Regions from separate parts of the Mus musculus genome. Here regions 2 and 3 are each linked to region 1. A link is a contact called in public HiChIP or PLAC-seq data. All regions are on one chromosome and are shown on one strand. The core of a region is the stretch at or near the end of the contact, and the rest is flanking DNA. Distances in the headings are between cores, read along the strand shown. Region 1 holds the start of 1700010L04Rik (a long non-coding RNA gene). Region 2 overlaps Efl1 (elongation factor like GTPase 1). Region 3 has its middle 24 kb from the start of Gm29796.

Region 1 (4,046 bases), core at 984-3,483:
GTGGATTGATCATGTATTTTCACTAATAGCTTTCATTGTTTCTAGTAAGGATTAAATTCCCAGGAAATGTGCCCCGAGAAAGGAATGATTACATCTTTACAATTATGTAAACATTCCCTGGAGAGTGTCTCTGCTGGCACTAAACATTCCAGAAAAGAAACTCTTAATTTTAAAGTTCTGTCTGGTACACACACACACACACTTCTCTCTCTCTCTCTCTCACACACACACACACACACACACACACACTCACACACATATCCATACACTTACACATACATACACACACAGATACAAATACACACACTCGCACACATTTACTCATACACTCACATAGTCACATACACACACTCAAACACACACACATATACTCACATATTCTCACACACATACACATGCTCACTATGTTGAGGTTTAATCTGTTGTTATGTATCATAATGCTAAATCTGTACCTGAAGATCTAGTTGCCTGTGAGTGAATTCTCACAGTTACCAGCTTGTGTTGTGCAAACCTTGCTCCTTAATTTAAAGCTATTGGTTAATAAGGATACCTACAGTTTATAGCTGGGCAGAAGAGAGGTAGGAAGAGCTTCCATTCCTGGGCTTGGGGTCTGAGGAGAGACAGGAAGGAGAGGGAGGAGAGGTGAAGGAAGAGGAGACCATGGTGAGGTGGGTCGTGAGAGCATGGCCATGAGGACCAGCCACTTGGAGTAGGAGCAGCCCAGGCAGAACATGACAAGTGATATATCCGGGTTACTGACAGGGAAGTAGACAACATAGTTCAGAAGACTGATATCAGCCCAGTTCTTGTGCTTTAAGCTTATTATAAAGGGGTTGTGTCTTTTATTTGGGAACTAAATGATCTAAGGTGTGTAGAAACCCCCAGTTAATGTTTCCCACTACACACTAACACGGACACACACACACACACACACACACACACACACACACACGCTTCCCATTCCTACCTTTAACAGGAGGAACTGGGAACTGGCCTGCCCTGGGCTGAGTGCCCTCCCTTCGCTAGAGGTTCCTGCTGCAGATCAGTTGTTGAGCTGAGGCTATGCTATGGGCTGTGAAAAGAACTAGCCTCACTCAGGAACATGGTGTCTACTCTACAGCCCCATCGTCCTCAGCCCCACCCTGCCTGCTTAGCTTCCTGGGGTGCAGTTCCTTTAGTCACCCCCACACACTGAATACAGGCTTTTATCTTTCTTTGCAGGATTTGGGGAAGCTTTACACATCAGAATCAGAACCGGGAAAAGGCTGAGGGAGCATCCAGGACCACCATCTCCAACCATTTTTCTTTAAATCTTAAAAGCTTGTGATTTCTTTAAAAACTAAGTCAAATGTCTTCAAGCAAGGCATGAGTACTAACATCTTGGTCAAGGTTAAGGCAGAGTGGGATGGAAATGAAAGGCCCCTGAAATGTTCCAGAACTGACCCCATCTCTCACCCCCCCTCCCCGCTTCCCTTCCCCCTCCCCCACAGCCTCCTCCTCTTCCTTTTCATTTACTGGCTATCATGAATCTTTTGAAGCTCACAGACTCCGTTGCTATGCCAGATGCACAGTACCTTCCAGGGGTATCTCCATGTACTCATTTGTAGAATCAGGAAGGTAAGTCTGAAGGGGACTTGTTTCAAGTGATTTCATTCTTCTAAAATGTCGGTAGGCTCCAAGCTCCCCCAGAAAGGACTCGAACACCAATTATGAGGACCTCAACTTGCACCAGTATATCACACTACTCACGAGTGGAACTCCATCTCGAGTGACATCACACTGCTCACACATGGGACTCCATCCTGAGTGTCCTTGTTTTAAATTATTTTCACTTGATAGTTTTTATGGGGTTAAGACTGGTGGAAATGATGCTTGCCCTGACATGTATCTCCCTCTGCGCTACGCGTATGCACACACACTTCCTTCATCTCTCACCAGGATCTTGGGGCTCTGTCCACTCCTTTTCCTTAACCTGATCCAGACTCACCCACTTCCTTCCCCTGCCAACTGAGAAACCTCCACTTCTCTTTCTCTGTGTTATTTTGGGAGCTCTTTAACCTTTGTGTCTTAGTTTCCACTTTTGTGAAATGTGAGGCTCTTTTATACTGCACTCAATGCAGCTAGCCTTGGAACACAATAGTAAGTTACATATAAACTCTCTACCTGGGCCTGTTGGAGATGTGAGCAAATGCCCAGGTAGAGCACAACCAATAATAGGCTAAAGTGAACCAATGATTTTATTGGGGTTACTTATAAGAACACAGGTGACTCAGGCAGCTATGTCACTGAAAACCCATCCCAGCATGGATGACCTCATAAAAGCAATATCTCTGACACTCTCTGCACAACTTGCAGGCAATTCCATGAGAGAGTCTCCTCTCTCCAGTAACCGTGACGGCTTGTGCAACCTTTGGGATGGGCTTCATGGGGGCTGGGTCTCGAGTCTTGTAATGTTCTTAAGAACTCTCATAACTTTGTCGTGTGTTTAGCATCTCTAAGGAGTGTAGCCACTAGGAAGAAATAGCTACCCAAGATCCTGGTATAAAGGAAGTAATCTCACAGAGATGTTCTGAAGATGTTTGTGGGGGAATTGTATGCAGAAGGACAGTCCAGGGGTTAGTGGCTAACACTTTCATGCTGACCTCAGGCATGGGGGTGAGAGGGTGAGAAGCTGACTGCACAGCCTTGTCATAGTGAATGGGACCAGCAGATGCGAGGCCATGGATAGCCTTAACTGTTCCTCTCACAGAGAATAAGTCTGCAGTCACACAGATGCTACTGTGCCCTCAGGCCTGTGACCCAGCAGCAGCATGCTCCAGTTGTAGGCCTCACTGTTCTGGAGGGAGCTACATCTGTGGCTGGAATCCAGCCACCATCTGTGTCTCTGGCCCAGAATGTGATGGGGACTTCTGGAAGCACAGACATGCCTGTGCGCCTAGCATCACATCTGCAGGGAAACGCTCTGCCTCTGGTAGAACTGGGCCAGCTGAACTGTGGGCACATTCAAGACTCATGAATAGGTCCAGAACAGAGGCTGTGTTGGTCCAACTGCAGGCTCCTACAGCCTCCAGGCTCCACGGCCTCCAGGCCGTTATACCTCTGCTCGTCAATGATTTTGTTCACGCTGAAGTTTTAGGGGTTTTGGGTTGTTTGTTTTGTTTCGTTTGTTCTGTTGTTTTGCTCTTTTAACTTTCAACTGGGACTTAATTCAAACTTTCAGAAAATTTGTAAAACTAAGAATAATACAAAGAACCCTCATCCATTCAGATTCTTACGCTGTTGCTAGAGTTGTTAGTGTCACACATTTCTCCCACTGTCTTTGTCATTGGTATCTTTCTGCTTCACCTTTGATGCTCTTCTCCTCATGTATTCTCTCTCTCTCTCTCTCTCTCTCTCTCTCTCTCTCTCTCTCTCTCTCAGACACACACACACACACACACACACACACAATTCCTGAAATACCTGTGAACCAGGTACACACCATGACCCTTGAACTTGGAACTCTTGGTATCTAAGAATGAGGTATTCTCTTACAAAACCATGTTCCATGGATTAACTTTGGTAAACTCAACCTTGACAGAATTCTATAAAATCTACTGTCTAGTTCCAACACTGTCCATAAGGTCAAAGCTTTGTGAATTCTCTTTCATGTAATGTGTATGTGTGTGTGTGTGTGTGTGTGTGTGTGTGTGTGTGTGTGTGTGTACATATGTATGAAAGATAGATAGATACATACATACATACATGCATACATGCATACATGCATACATACATGAGAATCTCAACTACATTAAACTGGACCTACCTGGTAGCTCACACTTGTAATCTCAACACTTGGGAGGCTGAGGCAGGAATGCAGAGAATTTGAGACCAGCTTAGACTGCATAGCAAGACTCTGTCTCAGAAAAATAAAAAATAAAAATATAACTACTGTATTGTAAAGGCTCACATAGATTTAAAAATCCCCAGCTTTATGGCTAAATTAAGACATGTACATGTTTAGATGTTCCCTAGGTCATTTCATGATCCTCTTCTTGTTGTAAATA
Region 2 (4,046 bases), core at 398-2,897, 120 kb after region 1:
ATTCCATTTTAATAGCAAAGGTTGTTGCCTTCTTTCCTTTTGCAGTTAAACACACATTAGAATTTTAAGACTGGAATCACGACATAAACCAGAGGGAGAATGGATCTGTTGCAAAAGCAAGATATCCACCATTTTACCAACAACCACTTAGGGCAGCGGCCAGTTCCACACAGTCTACAAAACTGCATCTGTAACCGTGCTGTAAACACCACGTGTGTAAGTAATTGAGTTAATCGGATACGGTCACAGAGAATCTTTACATTCCAAAGGGCGCTGTGCTTTATTACAGACAACTTCCCTTTTGTTGGCCTGATAGCTAAATTATTATACTGTGCTGAAATTATGTAGTGAGGCCGATTATTTTATCTTTGAATTTCATTTCTAGGAAGAAAGGTGGTGTCAGATTAGCTATTAAAGCCAGGTTTGGGTTGATAGGGTTAAAACTCAATGCCCTAGGAAACACCCACATGTTCAAAGGTGCTTGCTGTAACATTTCAAAAGGCTGAAAGCAAGAGGGATGGAAGGTGGCGGCCTGACCCTCCTCCTCTGCTTATGGCTCAGGATGGGGTCTCTCTCTCTCTCTGCCTGCCTGCTACCTGCTCTCTGCCATGATGAGGTGGACATAGCTTCTGAAACTGTAAGCCAGCCTCCAATCAAATGCTTTCTTTTCAGTGTTGCCTTGGTCATGGTATCTCTTCACAGCAATGGCAGTGACTAGGACAGAAGCTGGTATCAGGGAGCAGGGTATTGCTGTGACAGGCCTGACCATGATGCCTGTTGGAAGAATATAGAAGACTTTGGCACTTTGGACTAGAAAAGCCATTAGTCACTTTATCGTGCTTAATGGGCTATCCTAACACAAGCATGGTAGACTATAATGGGGTCATTCGAACTATGGAGACTCAACAGAAGAAATTTCATGGGGAAGGAATATTAGTAAGTGGCTTAGAGATCATTCTTGTGATATTTTAGCAAAGATTACTGGTTGCTTTATGCCCTTGTTCTAAAAATCTGCTTGAGGCTACATTGAAGAGTTTTGGGTTAATGACACTGGCAGAGGAGATTTCAAGAGAGTCCAGTACTGACTCTGTCATACAGTTATTAGTAATCACTCTTATGCAGATCTATAATAAAATGAAGGAAGCTGAACAAAAAAAGAATACAAAACATACAGTTTGAGGAATAAAGAAGTGCCAGGAAGTGTAATGAAGCTAAGCCCAGTGCTCACAGAACTGAAAAGTTCAATAAAGTCTGATGCTAAGTGGAATAAAGGGAGTGGTGATCTCAGGGCAGGACCCCACCCAGCTCAGCTTCCAACTTGAGGAAAAGAATTAAAGAAAAGCTTAAGCATCTAAGGAGACCATCAATAACAGAAAGCTGACATAAATATAACTGAAAGAAGGGGTCAAGTTCCAGCCCCATCACGCAGCAGAACTTGGTAGCATTGGCCACATGGTTCTGGCTTTAGAGTCAGGGATACAGAAAGGGCTTGCAGAATCTTCCTCCACTGCTAAGAAAACAAGGAAAGTCACTGAGTGGGTAGGCCTGAATTCAGGGTGTTTCTGCATGGAGGCCAAGAGCCGCCACTGCATAAAGCTATGAAAGAGAAGCACAGCTTGCCTTAGAAACTTGAATATATTGAGGATGCCAGAGTCAGGGGGTACATGCTAAGGACAGCTGCTAACTGGGTGTGGAACCAGCTCAAGAGAGAGAAGCATGAAGCAGCCAACAAAGCAAAAGGGAGCTGGAGATAGTAAAGAAGCTTTGACATCAGACACAGAGATACAGAGTTTGGAGTTCTCCCAGCAGAGTCTCAGTCTTGCTTTAGTTCGCTATTTCCTCACTATGCTCCTTTTGGAATGCTAATGTATATTCTATACCAGTGTTAGAAGGATGTGATCTGCTTTTTTATTTTGATTGCTGTGAGTCTCAGAAGAGACTTTGAGCTTTTTGAATAAGAATGACTCATATTATTTGAATGCTTGGTCGCCAGGGAGTGGTGCTCTTTGGGAAGGATTAGGAAGTATGGCCTAGTAGTAGGAAGTGTGTCACTGGGGGTTGGGCTTTGAGCTTTCAAAAGCCCAAGCCAGGCTCTGGCTCAGTCTGCCTGCCTGCCTGCCTGCTTGCCTGTCTATCCAGCTCTGTCTCTTTCTCTGTCTCTCCCTCACTCCCTCCTCTCTGTGGATGAGGATGTAGCTCTCAGAACCACAGCTGCCTGCTGCTTTCTGTTCCTCACCAGGATGAGATGAACTTAGCATCTGAAACTGTAAGCAAGCCCCAAATGCTTTCTTTTATAAGAGCTGCCTTGGTCATGGTGTCTCTTCACAGCAATAGAATAGTGACTAAAATATCCTGGGTCTAAATACTTAAGCAAAAGGAACACGGATCTAGTTTGGGCAGAGTGTTTGTTTAACATATGCCAGGTCTTAAACTGTAGCCCTCATGCTGGTGAAAACAACAACAACCTCTGCCCCCCCTCCCCCCCCCCCCCACAAAAAAAAAACACCCAACAACTTGAAAGCCACTTTCAATAACTATGAACAGAAGACCAGAAAAAGTACATTATGATAAATTCAAACAATGGAATCAACGTGGGGTGGGGGGAATCCTTGCAGGTGAGCATAGCGGCAGCCACCTATAATACCAATACTGCACAGCTAGAGACAGAAAGAGGATCATGAACTATAGATAGAAGAGCCTAGGCTACAGAGTGAGACTCTTATCTCAGAAACCAAACTAACTTCCCTCAAGTCCACCAAGCTAAAGCAACATGAAACAGCATAAGAAAACACACAAGTTACAAACAATACGATGCTACCATTCAAAGGTAACAATCCAGTATAGAGGTATCTACACAAGGCTTCTGTTTACAGACACCGACTGAGGCTGTGATCAGGCTGCAAGCACCTTTCAAAGCATGGTAAGTGAAAAACACACAGCAGCCTCGACAGAGTGACTCCCGCTGGAGTAGGTTCCCGAGGAGGGGACAGACACAAGGGCTCCTTAGGTGACCACTCAATATTGTAAGAGGAGAGGATACAATGACAGGAAAACTTCCAAATCAGTGAAACACAGATGAATGTGTGGGTGTTCCCGAGATTGTTCACCACTTAAATACTGTAAATGTTAAACCTTGATAAGGCTATTAACTGCCTTTTTACAGTTTCATATTTTTGTAATGTGTAATATTTTGCTTTTTTCCTGAGTTCACCAAGAAGCATATCTTTTGGGAGCTGGGGAGACATCTCAGGATGCACTCGCCCTGAAAGCATGTAAAAGTGCTGGATGTGGAAGTGTGTGGCCCAGAGCCCGGGAAGCAGAGGCAGCAGATCTGTGGGCTCGCTGGCCATCCAGGCTCGCCTAGTTAATGACCACCAAAGCGGGGAAAAAGTCCCTCTCACAGGAGGTAAACGTCAGGTCTGAGGATCACATTCCAGGACCCTTCTACCCTTCACATCATACACGCACACACTTTAAAGTCCCCACCCTAAGTGCATAGTGAAATAAGTTTATGCAGAGGAGAAGATGTGCTCAGAACGTCAGGACTGTTATCCCTTTTGTTCCCACACATTTAAACAAATGATCTCAGCAAAATTTCTACTTTTATCACAGTAACATTTTTAAAAACATAAGTTAGGAAACAAAACAAAACACAACAGAACAGAGCCAGCCATTTGTTGCTTCTGGAGCTTGAATGGCTGCTCCCACGGTGTGAGTGACCGCAGAGTAATAAAGCCGAGACTATGCTTTCAGTGAATTACATTAGTATTAGTCATTCCGAGCCAATAAACTGAACTGGTCTCTGGACTGTGAGACTTGGACCTCTCTGTGCCTGGAGTCCAGGGGGAGGTTCGGGTTCCTATCAGATAGGGAATGGCTTGTTCCTTAGGTTAGCTAAGGTCCTTCCTAAGAGTGAGGTGCAAAGAACCTGAGACTGAGGAAGGCTGGGCTGCCTCTCAGCCCCACCAGCAGGCTAAGCTTCCTCCAGGCCGTGGGTCGGATCGCTTCGTTACTAGTGGGCCTGCACCACCCTTTACCATTAGAAC
Region 3 (4,046 bases), core at 1,124-3,623, 65 kb after region 1:
CCACAAGAAATGCCATCTGCCTGTGCATGCCTCCTTCCTTATCTCTGACACACCATACTCCACAGCGTTCTGACGACCGTGCTGCACACAGGTAGCATAACTCTGCCACAGACACTCATGCCTTTACATCTCTCCCCTCAGCTCCTAGAGGGGCTTTACCATCGAGGGTGGGGCTAGGAGCCCTGCTTTGGGAACTTAGGGTGGTTGGATGTGATTCTGCACTTTGCCAGTCACCAGGCAAAGTGTGGGGTGAGGCTGTGCTTGGCTGCTCCCCTCCCAACCATGCATCCTGCATCTTCTTTCTACCCATTTGGAACATTAAGACTGCAGACTTTGACTCACAAGTTAGGATGAGCAAGTGAGGTGCGCACAGGGGCCTTCCTCCCTAGAACAGAAACCAGGTTGAACACATTCTTTAACCAGTCTGTGTCTTGGGACTTCTAGCTGTCAGCACAGCTGATCTGAGAAGTTTAGTGACATTAGAAATGGGGGTAGGGGATATACTGTGGAGTGCTTAGATGGTAGGAACTCATTATCTTGACACAGCTAGCATTATTAAAAGCTAAAATCATAACCTGGAGGAGTAAGTACACTTGGCATGGGTATGTATGTTCCTGCCTCCAAAGGGGTCTCTAGAATGTGTGTGGGATACCACCAGTGTGCTCTCATCATCTTTGTCTCCAGTGCTCTGTGAGACAGCCTCTCTCTCTTATGATCCAGCAGGAAGTGATTAACACTCACTCAGTGCTAAGCTAAGCGGAGGGGTGTTCTGTGCTTCCCAAGGGCTGTAGGATTTGAGAAGTGCACCTTTCCTGTGCAAGAAGAGCTGCATAGGACACACTCCCACAGGAGAGTGACATCTGTCCCACTGACTCTATGCATCTGCTATCACATGACATCCACCTCTGCCAAAGGTCACCTGGTGCTTTCCAGGACAGTCCCTGAGCATGTTAGCAGGGGGCCCTTAAGAGCTCAGCGAAGGTGCACTCTGCAGAAGCTGGAGGTGCCTTTGCTATTTCTGCTGCTCTCCCTTTGTATCCATGGAAGCCTGCCCTGCATCACCTCCCAGGTTCTCACACAGCTGCCAAGGAGTATCTACCTGGGAGACAGATCTGAAAGACAGACCCCAGTGCATTCTCCTTGCTCTCCCTCTCCTTTTTAGGCCAGGGGATGGGTCACAACCACATCACAAGAATGGTAACATCTATATCCTGCTTCTGATCTAGAAGATCTGACACAAAACTGAGAACGAGTCTCTTTCAGGTGATGTGAATGGCTAGGGCTAGGACTTCATTGTGGAGTTAGTCTGGTTCGTGTTCTTTTTCTCTGGATGTGAGGCAGCTGACCATATAAGGCACATAATGGTACCCTATCATCATTAAAGGTGTAGATTTGTGTATGAGAGCCATTGGTAGCCTGCTGAATTTAATGCCCCTAATCCCTGTCTGGTGACAGTTGAACTGGACAAGGTTTGTATGTACGTACTCCTGGAAAGTAACCAACAGGGTGGCAGAGACAAAGAAACCTTGGGGACCTTCCCATCAGGATGTCAGCTGTCAGATATGCTCCAGGCACATAGGGTTTCTCCAGTCTCTCCCAGGAGCTCCTGCCTGCTCTGGGTGGGAGCTGAAGTTCTTATTTTACCCTCCTGGCACCAGAAACTTTTTCTTCCACATTATATTTTGTTTTTTTTTTTTTTTTTAAAGAAAATATGGGGTGGCTGAAAGTTGGCCAGAGGCTATCAGGAGGAAATAAACCCCACCATTTTCCCATTTTAGCACCTGAAGTCATCCCTTAGGTTAACATATGGTACAGGGTGGAGGTGGCTTTCATTTATACCAGATATAAGGAGGACAAGGTCTGAGTCCCCTGGGTAAATCTTCAGGGAAACCTGGAATAAAGGCACTACAGGGCATCAGGATAAGTTGCCAGGAGGTTGAACCAAAATGCACTTAGAGGAGGCTGGAAGACCCGCAGCATGTGCCAAGACCCAGGCCAGTGATGTCATAGCTCTTTCCTCTACTGCAGAGGGGTGTGTGTGTGTGTGTGTGTGTGTGTGTGTGTGTGTGTGTGTGTGTGTGGTTTTCTCTCCAGTCCTTTGCCAGTTAGCTGGCTACTGGTTATCCCCAGTGCTCCCCACTCTAATTCCTAAGAAATCCTGCCAGGCTGTTTGGTCTGTGACACAGTCACATGACTCAAAAACATGAGTGTTCCAGAGCCAGTACACTGGTGCTCTAAGTCACAGAGATTGTAGAGGGACAGTGGGTTCCTTTGGAAAGCCAGGGTTGGCACAAACAGCCTGGCTTCCTTGCCTGTGAGAGTTATCAATCAGACATTGTGACATCTCTGCCTGAAGGCTGGCTGGCACTGTGTTGGCCTGTGTCTGCTGGCCAGGCGCTCTGAGCTGTGCCTCTTTTCTCTGCACACCACACCAACAGTGTCCTATCTGTCATATTCTAATGTGCAGGTGTCAGTGACCAGTCCTTACCAAGCAGCCAGCACTGTTCAGTTACAGGCTCAGGACTATTTCATCATTTTAACTTACAATGATTTTTGCTGATATGCAAAGTAATACAACTTTGGGGTACAAAAAATTAGAACTTCGCAGCAAACGATGTGAAAAGAGAAAGTGATTGCTGAAACCTACAGAGCTGATAAATTCAAGGACTCAGGATGCCTTCAGATGGTCTTAGCTTTGTTCTTAATGTACATATAAGTACATGACGCAGGCAAATTCAGTAGAACACTGTGGTGTGTCTGGCTTGTTTTTTTTTTTTTTTTTTTTTAGATCCTCATACATATGCAAATTCTCTAGTATTAACTGTGGGGAAACCTTGCTAATTAAGGTCGAAGTCTACCAAGATCAGATAGCTTCTCAGAACACAGCACAAAAGGAGGACTCCCTTTGCCAGCAGCTTCCCCTTCTCTGACCTTGTCTGGAGAGCCCGAACCTCCACACCCTCTAGCTGGGGAAGGAGTTGCCAGGACAGACAGGTTCAACTTCCTCTTTTCCTCTTCTTCCCCACCCCACCCTCCCTCTAAGAACCTGCCCAGCAAGTACCTGGGATTCCTGGCATGCTTCTCCATGCAAATAAGGTATTCACAGAACCAGACCGTTAAAACTCTCCAAAGGATGACACCATTTGCATACACTAGCAAGCCTTTGTTGCAAGGACCATGATATAGCTGTCCCTTGTGAGACTAGGCCGGGGCCTAGCAAACACAGAAGTGGATGCTCACAGTCAACTATTGGATGGATCACAGGGCCACCAATGGAGGAGCTAGAGAAAGTATCCAAGGAGCTAAAGAGATCTGCAACCCTATCAGTGGAACAACATTATGAACTAACCAGTACCCCGGAGCTCTTGACTCTAGCTGCATATGTATCAAAAGATGGCCTAGTCGGCCATCACTGGAAAGAGAGGCCCATTGGTCAGGCAAACTTTATATGCCCCAGTACAGGGGAACGCCAGGGCCAAAAAATGGGAATGGGTGGGTAGGGGAGTGTGTGGGGGGGAGGGTGTGGGGCACTTTTGGGATAGCATTGGAAATGTAATTGAGGAAAATACGTATAAAAAAAAAAGCCTCTAACCAATGATTTCCATTTACTCTGAAAACTCCTTCTCACCCTCCAAGGTCCATATATGCCCCGTTCACCCCAAGGAAAGTATATTTGAATAAGCCCTCCCTGAATCAAAGTTAGGTACACAAGCTGAGATGGTCTAAGAGAGCTTTTTCACTGAATATCAGAGAAGAGGCAGGTGGATTTCTGAGTTCAAGGCCAACCTGGTCTACAGAAACCCTGTCTCAAAAAACCAAAACCAAACCAAACCATACCACAGTTAAGGAAAAAAATCTCCAGTTTTTCAAAGGAATATCAGCGATTCACTGTGTTGACTGAGGTAGTGTTCCACCATTAGATGCTAGAATTCGTTCCTTTAGGGCAACTGTGTGTAGCCTTGGTAGGGCATCTTTGACTCTCCTGTGAATTGCTAAACAGATTGTCAGGCCAAAGTGTATGGTCATTTTCCACTCCAGTACATATT

What was found. HiChIP or PLAC-seq counts read pairs in DNA pulled down with a chosen protein or histone mark.
Region 2: an H3K27ac HiChIP or PLAC-seq map of embryonic stem cells shows a contact between it and region 1, with 8 read pairs. The contact joins the enhancer-like site here to the promoter of 1700010L04Rik in region 1. A contact is called at or near these places in 2 of 39 promoter capture datasets (cancer-associated fibroblasts and maxillary cranial neural crest), 14 of 484 Hi-C or Micro-C datasets (the 63-12 cell line, the CH12 cell line, the HPC-7 cell line and 8 more), 4 of 115 datasets of contacts at active chromatin or transcription factors (embryonic fibroblasts and embryonic stem cells) and 1 of 9 other capture datasets (embryonic stem cells).
Region 3: an H3K27ac HiChIP or PLAC-seq map of embryonic stem cells shows a contact between it and region 1, with 16 read pairs. The contact joins the enhancer-like site here to the promoter of 1700010L04Rik in region 1. A contact is called at or near these places in 6 of 484 Hi-C or Micro-C datasets (Sertoli cells, brain, embryonic stem cells and 1 more) and 5 of 115 datasets of contacts at active chromatin or transcription factors (embryonic fibroblasts, embryonic stem cells and oligodendrocyte precursor cells).

The regions. Positions count from the first base shown.
Region 1 is chr7:82,849,786-82,853,831 of GRCm38.p6, reverse strand. It overlaps 1700010L04Rik (a long non-coding RNA gene), which reads right to left and starts at 2,233. Exons shown (of 5, transcript XR_378283.4): 1 at 1,575-2,233. It overlaps Gm36584 (a long non-coding RNA gene), which reads left to right. Exons shown (of 5, transcript XR_003946820.1): 3 at 1,222-1,617.
Region 2 is chr7:82,733,057-82,737,102 of GRCm38.p6, reverse strand. The region is part of intron 15 of Efl1 (elongation factor like GTPase 1); the gene reads right to left. Among named protein-coding and RNA genes, the nearest start is that of 4933406J10Rik, 21 kb to the left of the region's middle. Within about 2 kb of position 1,647, at least 29 of the 459 cell types and tissues checked have an H3K27ac peak or open chromatin away from gene starts, as enhancers often do. A contact at or near this core is called in embryonic fibroblasts and embryonic stem cells, where this site is marked.
Region 3 is chr7:82,784,443-82,788,488 of GRCm38.p6, reverse strand. No RefSeq gene overlaps it. Among named protein-coding and RNA genes, the nearest start is that of Gm29796, 24 kb to the left of the region's middle. Within about 2 kb of position 2,373, at least 60 of the 459 cell types and tissues checked have an H3K27ac peak or open chromatin away from gene starts, as enhancers often do. A contact at or near this core is called in embryonic stem cells, muscle stem cells and oligodendrocyte precursor cells, where this site is marked.